Linked DNA regions of Oryctolagus cuniculus: region 2 is linked to region 1. A link is a contact called in public Hi-C data. All regions are on one chromosome and are shown on one strand. The core of a region is the stretch at or near the end of the contact, and the rest is flanking DNA. Distances in the headings are between cores, read along the strand shown.

What was found. Hi-C and Micro-C count contacts between places; a contact is called where the count stands out from the background.
Region 2: a contact with region 1 is called in a Hi-C map of skin fibroblasts, with 6 times the contacts expected there. The contact joins the enhancer-like site here to the promoter of MAT2A in region 1. A contact is called at or near these places in 4 of 6 Hi-C or Micro-C datasets (ear pinna, psoas muscle, skin fibroblasts and 1 more).

Annotation. Positions count from the first base shown.
Region 1 is chr2:117,131,850-117,135,442 of mOryCun1.1, reverse strand. It overlaps MAT2A (methionine adenosyltransferase 2A), which reads left to right and starts at 2,058. Exons shown (of 9, transcript XM_051842703.2): 1 at 2,058-2,296. The coding sequence starts at 2,206. It also overlaps the pseudogene LOC100339706.
Region 2 is chr2:117,244,654-117,248,246 of mOryCun1.1, reverse strand. It overlaps ELMOD3 (ELMO domain containing 3), which reads left to right. Exons shown (of 13, transcript XM_008254179.4): 12 at 175-302; 13 at 729-1,585. The coding sequence ends at 931. Among named protein-coding and RNA genes, the nearest start is that of CAPG, 27 kb to the right of the region's middle. Within about 2 kb of position 1,871, at least 1 of the 8 cell types and tissues checked has an H3K27ac peak or open chromatin away from gene starts, as enhancers often do. A contact at or near this core is called in ear pinna, where this site is marked.

The sequences.
Region 1 (3,593 bases), core at 809-3,308:
AGGAGGTTGACAAAGACAGCCAGATCACACTCAGCCCTTTCAGGGCAAGTAGGGATGGTGATCTTCATCCTGACAGCACATGGAGAGCCCCTGAAAGTTACTTACCGGCATTATAGCTGATATTTTTCTGCTAACGTTTAAAGCAAAAATATGCTAGTCTTTTTCGAATGTTGACTGCGCTGTGCTAGTTAATTTGCACAATTTTATCTATTCCTTCAAACAGTCCTATGATGATAGCATTACTATCCCAAGTTTACAGACTGAGGGCACTGAGGTATACAGAAGTTCGATTGCTCAAGACTGTTAATAAGTGGCAAGGGCATGGCTCCCAACCCCCACTCAGCCACTTTACTGCCTTTACTGGGAGCGAGAAAGAACAGTAGGCAAGCAAGTAGATACAGCAGATTCTAATCTCCTTGGCAGGAACGGCCCCACTGCGGAGTTGGTAGCATAGGGGTATCGGGGTCTAATGAGCTAATCACTGAATTTAGCTAATCCCCTTGTTCTCTCTGTTAATAAAATCCTTTTAATTATGTTCTGGCTTCCCATATGGATTTTTCTGCTGGGAGATAATGCACTGACCAGCCTACACACGCATTTTGTTGCAGTTGACAATTTTATTACTCATTGTGAGTTAATAAATTGGCATCCTGCTTTTAAAAGCGATGAATTAACATTAAAACAAACAAAAAAACTATGAAACTCTGACACAGTCATTTTTCCACGGTGAGCTTGAAAAGTAAAAGCCAACAAATGAAGATAACAAGGCTTTTGTCTCTTCTTGCTTTTCTTGCTGCCTGCTGCGAGTGACCACGGATGAGCCCGTTATTAATCTTCTTTGTCCCAGCCCAAGAGCCTCCTTTGTTTCCCAGGGATCCTTTGGGCGAGTCCCACCTTTCCTCTCCGCTGAGGAGTCACCGTCCCAGGCCGCCCCTGGCACCCTGGGCACGCGCAGCCCCCCACCAGCCTGCACCGGGGTGCCACCCGTCCTCGCTGCGGCTCCCTTTTGGTGGGGACTCTAAGCAGTCGGTTCTCGACTCCCTACTCCTTGCTGGCTTCAGTCTTGTTTTTGCTCTTTTTCCTTCTCCAGAATTCCTTTCATGGGTAAAACGAGGGCACCCGCAGGTGATCATTTTAAAGTGAAAGTTTCACGCTGCAGCTCTGCAGCAGCACATTCAAGGGCTTGGCTAAGGCCCTGCCCCCAAGGGAAAGAACTAGCCCCCTCGACCGGGGCTGAAATGACGCGGCAAACAATTCTTTCTCTTTCAAAGGCACAGGAAAGACCGGGCCACGGCAGCCTGGTGAGCGGCCTCCTTTCTCTCCGACGAAGAAGAGGCCAGAGCGTGGCCTCGCTGTGGCGTCGACGAAGGCTGAGGGTGCCTCTAACACACTTTCGCGGGGGGGATGGGCTGGAGCGGCAATTGTTCAAATCGGTGACAGCACGGTTATTAATCAGCTCTCCAGCCATTTTCGCCAGAGCCACTAACCAAGAGATTGCTGGCTGGGCCGGGGCCCCTCAGAATTTCTAGCTGCCTGCCGCGAGCTGGGTGGGGTGGATAAGAAGCGTATTTTTTTTGGTCACTCAAGATGGCCACTTCCACACGCCTAAGAGCCCATGGGCTGCCTGTCACCAGACCCTAAATTAGCCGGGGCGGCGGGAAAGACCCTCGCCCAAAAGCCTTAGCACAAAACCTCGGCGGTTCCCGCCGCCACCACCGGGGGGCGCAACCCGGCGGAGAAGCAGCGCAGCCAACGGTCGGGAGGGAGGTGCCATTTCACAGCACAGGGGACCCGTGCCATAAAGCCCTGGTCGCTCTGCCTCTCCCACCGCGAAGACTCAGGATATTCACGTTTCCACGTACTCCACCGCCTATATACACACAGCTTCCTAAGATGGCTAACTACGCGAGTGCCTCCGCTCCCTCGCCTCCCCCCGCCTCGCACAGTGGTTCAGCCCGGGCTCCGCTCGGCGCACCCCGCCTTCCCCGGCCGCCCCCCGCGCGTGTGGTGCATTGGCGCGCGGCGCCGAGGGGCGGGGCCCGGGGCGGGCGCGCGCGGGCGCCGCGCTATAAATACTGGGCCGCGCCGGCCGTCGCCTCGTTTGCTCCGCGCCGGCCGTCAGCCTTCGGTAGAACGCAGTTGCTGCCTCGCTGCCGCTCGCTTGCCTCAACGCCACCGCCTTCATCCTCCGCCACCGTCGCCAACATGAACGGGCAGCTCAACGGCTTCCACGAGGCGTTCATTGAGGAGGGCACGTTCCTGTTCACCTCCGAGTCTGTGGGGGAAGGCCACCCAGGTGAGGGGCCTGGGCCCGGAGCCGAGGGCGGGAGGGGCGGGGCTGGGGCCGCACGGAGGCCCGCCGGCCGGACCCGCTGGTCAGCGGCGCCCGCGCGGCTCGCCCCTGGCCGCCGGGCGGTGGGGGGAGAACGGCGGCTGCGCGTTTTTCCTCGTGGCGCTGCCGGTGCCGAGCGCGTGGCCGCCCCTCCCCTCCCCCCGCCCATCCGGCCGCGCGCTCCGGCATGCGGAAGATTCCAGAAAACGTGCAGGGCGGGGGCCGCGGCCGCTCGTGGGCTGGCTCCGGGCGGGCATTCTTGTCTCCTCTCGGCGCTGCGGCCCGAAAGCCCTCGAGTGGGCGACCCGCCCCGCAGGCTCGCGGCCGGCCTCGGGAGCGCGCGCCCCGCATTGCAGCGGCGACCACGTGTCCGCCGCCGCGTGTGGCGGCGCCCGGGCCTGGGGCTGGGGGCGCGGGCTCGGGGTCTCCCCACGCCCGCGAGACGATGGCCGTGCCCTTAGGCGGCAGCGGCCTTGGCGTCAAGGTGACAGCCTCCGACTAAATATAGCGCGCGGTGGAGGCGGCAGCCCTTATTTGGGCGCGGTGGGGAGGCTGGGGAGGCTGAATGAAGCGGGAGCTGCCATTGCGTGGGGTTTCCTTTTAAAGGCTTTGGGGCCGACCGCCGGGCGAGGTCCTCCTCCACGTTCCTTTCTCGGGGCTTTGTCCACGGCGCCGCCATGATAGGGGCCACTTTGCACGTGAGCGAGGGAAGCGCCCCTAGGAACTGTCGCTCTTGGGCAGAGCACGTCACCTAATACAGATAATGACTGTGCTGCCCTTAAAGTGACCACGATAACGTGGTGTCTAGTCTGATGGCGTAAGGATCTGTTTCTCTGCAGGCGCCAGTGCTGCGCTGAGCGCCCACAGGCGAGCGAGTGGCAGCAAAGGACAGACGCGAGCCGGGGATCCGTGATGGAGGCCGGCTGTTCCGGCTGTGGCTTTCTTGTTTCTGTTGACCCAGCTTTTACAAGTTACAGGCTTTTAAAAACAGTTTGTTCATAAGTCTGGATTTTGGTCGCCATTCCCACTAACAGCTGAAGACAAGGATTCAGAATACATTTGGGCATGTTTTTTTCTGGAGAGCTCTAACAGAACCAAATAAGTGCTTACTCCCATTGTTCATAAAGTTAATATTTCCTGTCAGTTGTTTAGTTCTAATTCTGTTGCCCAAATTGGTGATCCTTAAATTAGGGCAACAGCTTGACAGGTGGTCTTAGTTATCCTAGACCCCAGGTGTGCGGGGGTTAAGAGGTGCTCTTGA
Region 2 (3,593 bases), core at 622-3,121, 110 kb before region 1:
GTAGTGAGAGGCCCAGCGGAACCTGATTCGCTCCCTTGCCTGCTTCCAGCTCCTCAGCCTGTTCCTCACCTGCAGGAACTGGGGGGCCTGGACACCCCGGCCCCAGAGGAGGGGGTGTCCTGGGTCCGGGCTGGCTCCCCTGCGGGAGCTGAGCAGACATCTCCCTGTCCTTAGGGAGTGTAACCGGCAGCAGAAGGTCATCCCCGTAGTGAACAGCTTCTATGCGGCCACTTTCCTCCGGCTCGCCCACGTCTGGAGGACCCAGGAGAAGACCATCTCAGACTCGGGCTTTGTCCTCAAAGGTGAGCTCCCTCTACTGCAGTGGCCGAGGCTCAGACACCCCAGGGCGGAGCTGCAGTTCCCCACCCCACTCCATCCATCCGGCCTCCTCTGGAGTCTGCCCTTGGCCGCTGTCCACCACCACCCTCCTCCCTTTCGGGCCTGATGAAGAGGAGGTGATTGCATGAATCTAACCTGGAAGCCAGGGGCCGGCAGGCAGCCTGACCGTTCAGTCACGATTTTCCCGGACAATGTGGAGTGTGTGGTCTCCGAGGCCAGTGTCCTCCTCCTCCCTCTCCAGTGGGCCCTCTGTCTTTGGAGACTTGTTTGCCTTTATCTCTCTTGGTAGGGGTTGTGGCTGTTCCCTAGAAGTGCTAGGCTGGAGGCTCTAACGACTGTGCTGTCCAAAGCGCTCCCCAGCCTCCCTCCCTTAATCCTCTCTGCTCCAGACCTGGAAGTGTTAGCCAAGAAGAGCCCACGACGGCTGCTCAAGACCCTGGACATCTACCTGGCTGGGGTGTCAAAGGGCCAGGCCTCCTTGTTGGGGGCCCAGAAGTGCCCTGGGCCACAAGCCCCTCACGCCAAGGACCTCACCTTCACAGGCGTGTGTGACCTGCAGGCTCACTCAGCTGAAGGCTCCGGGCTGATCTGACGCTGCCCCACCGCAGCGGAGCAACGGAAAGACTTGAAGGCTGGGCCGCAGGGGCTTTCAGAGCAGCGCATGGCAGGCCATGTCCAGAACACCCTGGGCCGGCAGGAGGCGTGAGGGCAGACCTGCCTCTGGGGCGGGGAGAATCTTGCCTCAGTGTCAGTGGGGCTGCCGGCTGCAGGGTGGGTTCCAGGCCATGAGTGCAACAGCACTGTGTGCATCCTCCACATAGCCCCACACAGAAAGGATTCTCAAGGCAGCCACAGTCCTGACTGGCAACTGGGCATTAGGTAGAATTGAGACAGGGAAGAGGGCAGTGGCAACAGCCAGCAGGAGGCAGCATAGTCCAGGGCAAGGTGCTGAGAGCTCCAGTGAGCGTGGGCCTTCCTCTCCTGCAGCCACAGGGCAGCATCAGGGCCCCTCTGGGCCCTCAGGCCTCACACCTCCCACCTTGCTCTTTCTCAGCCCCCCCCTCCAGTACTTACCATCTAGAAATGGGCTTTCAGCCCCTGGGGGCTGCCCTGTCCTCAAGCCAGGAGCTGGGGCTTCCTCCCATGGAGGCTAGGCACTGTGTCAGGAGGGCGTCTTTCCAGTGGGTGGAGGGAAGAGGAAGTCTGCACACCGGCACTTTTCCAATAAAGAACTCTTCTCGTTTAAGGGTCACAAGTGTTTTCCCTTGGCCCCATCGTTCCAGGGCCGGGCTAGTGCCAGGTACTGCATGCATGGGGTGTATGGAGGCCCCAGCCCGGCCATGTGCTCCAGCAGAGAAGCTGCCTATGCCGTGGGCAAATTCCCACTGAGTTCAAGTGACGTCCACCCCACCTTGGTTGCCCTCGCAGGCCCCAGCTTCCCCGCACACGCCAGCTGGCGGTTGAGGAGGCCCTGGCTCTTGCTAGGATCACACGGTGGCAGGTACCGCACAGGGCCTTCCCTGCACTTGCTTCTGGGGCAGCCTGGCTCTGTTGCTCCCTCATGAAAGGGCCTCCAGGCCAGAGTACTTCCCCTGTCCTGTCCTCAAGTGGAGCTATGGAAGACTGTTACCAAGTCTGACTCACGGGAGGCAGACCCATCACAGAGGCAGGGACCACCGACGGCCACCCGGGGATGGAAAGGAACCCCTGGCTGGTGTCTGGATGCCTCGGGCATGCACTATTGCCAAACCCTGCAGGTGGCCTTGGGCCATCTTTGCCCAGCCTGAGCTAATTCTTCATTCCTGTCACTTTCTCCAGCCTGGCCTTCAGCTGACAATGAGATGGCTGGGGTGGGGTGGGGTGGGCAGGCGGAGCTGCAGCTCAGCCTCCACTCTGGGGTGAGTGTCAAGTCAGGTGGTTCCTTTCCCCCAAATCCCCATAGCTTGCCGAGCCTGTGAGGCTAACGCAGCCGCCCAGCCCTGAATGTGCTGCCCTTGGCTCATGGTCCACAGGAGTCCTGGGAGCCCCTTGCAGGGGAGGAGCAAGCGCCCTGGGCACGCCCTGGGTAATATTTTCCAGACCACATCATGCTCATGGCGTCAGACCTTGGGACATCAACAGTAATGCAGGCTGAAGTTTTTAAGTTGTAGTCATCTTGGTGGACAGACTGGTTTGAGGAGATGTGTGGACCCTCTGAAAACAGGTGCAGAAATTTTAATCTGTACATTTTTCTTTTTTTTTTTTTAAAGATTTGTTTATTTACTTGAAGGCAGAGTTACAGGTTACAGAGAGGCAGAGAGAGAGGTCTTCCATCCGCTGGTTCACTCCCAGATGGCTGCAACGTCCAGAGCTGTGCTGATCCGAAGCCAGGAGCTTCCTCTGGGTCTCTCACACAGGTACAGGGGCCCAAGGACTTAGACCATCTTGTACTGCTTTTCTAGGCCATAGCAGAGGGCTGGATCAGAAGTGGAGCAGCCAGAACTCTAACTGGTGCCCATGTGGGATGTTAGCACTGTAGGCAGTGGTTTTACCTACTATGCCACAGCGCTGGCCCCAATCTGTACATTTTTCTTAAGGGATTTAGGGACCAGCACTGTGGTATAGCAGGTAAAGCTGTCACCTGCAGTGCCAGCATCCCATATGGGCACCGGTTTGAGACCCGGCTGCTCCACTTCTGATCCAGCTCTCTGCTATGGCCTGAGAAAGCAGTTGACGATGGCCCAAGTGCTTAGGCCTTTGCACCAGCATGGGAGACCCAGAAGAAGCTCCTGGCTCCTGGCTTCAGATGGGCCCAGCTCCGGCCGTTGTGGCCATTTAGGGAGTGAACCAGTGGATAAAAGATCTCTCTCTCTCTTTGCCTCTGCCTTTCTGTAACTCTGCCTTTCAAATAAACCTTAAAAAAAGAAAAGGGCTTAGGTCCTTCACGGGAGACTTAACAATACTCCATAAATCTAAAAATATTGTCAAAGCCACTGAGCACAGCACTTACTCTTGTCACTTTTGAAGACTATTTCCAGAGCCAGCATGGTGCCACAACAGGTTAAGCTGCTGCTTGCAGTGTTGGCATCCCATGTCAGCACCATTCAAGTCCCAACTGCTCCACTTCTGATCCAGCTCACTGCTCATACACCAGGGAAAGCAGTGGAAGGTGGCCCAAGTACTCAGGTCCCTGCACCCATGTAGGAAACCCAGATAGAGTTCCAGGCTCCTGGCATTGGCCTAGACCAGCCCTGTTGTGACCATTTGGGGAGTGA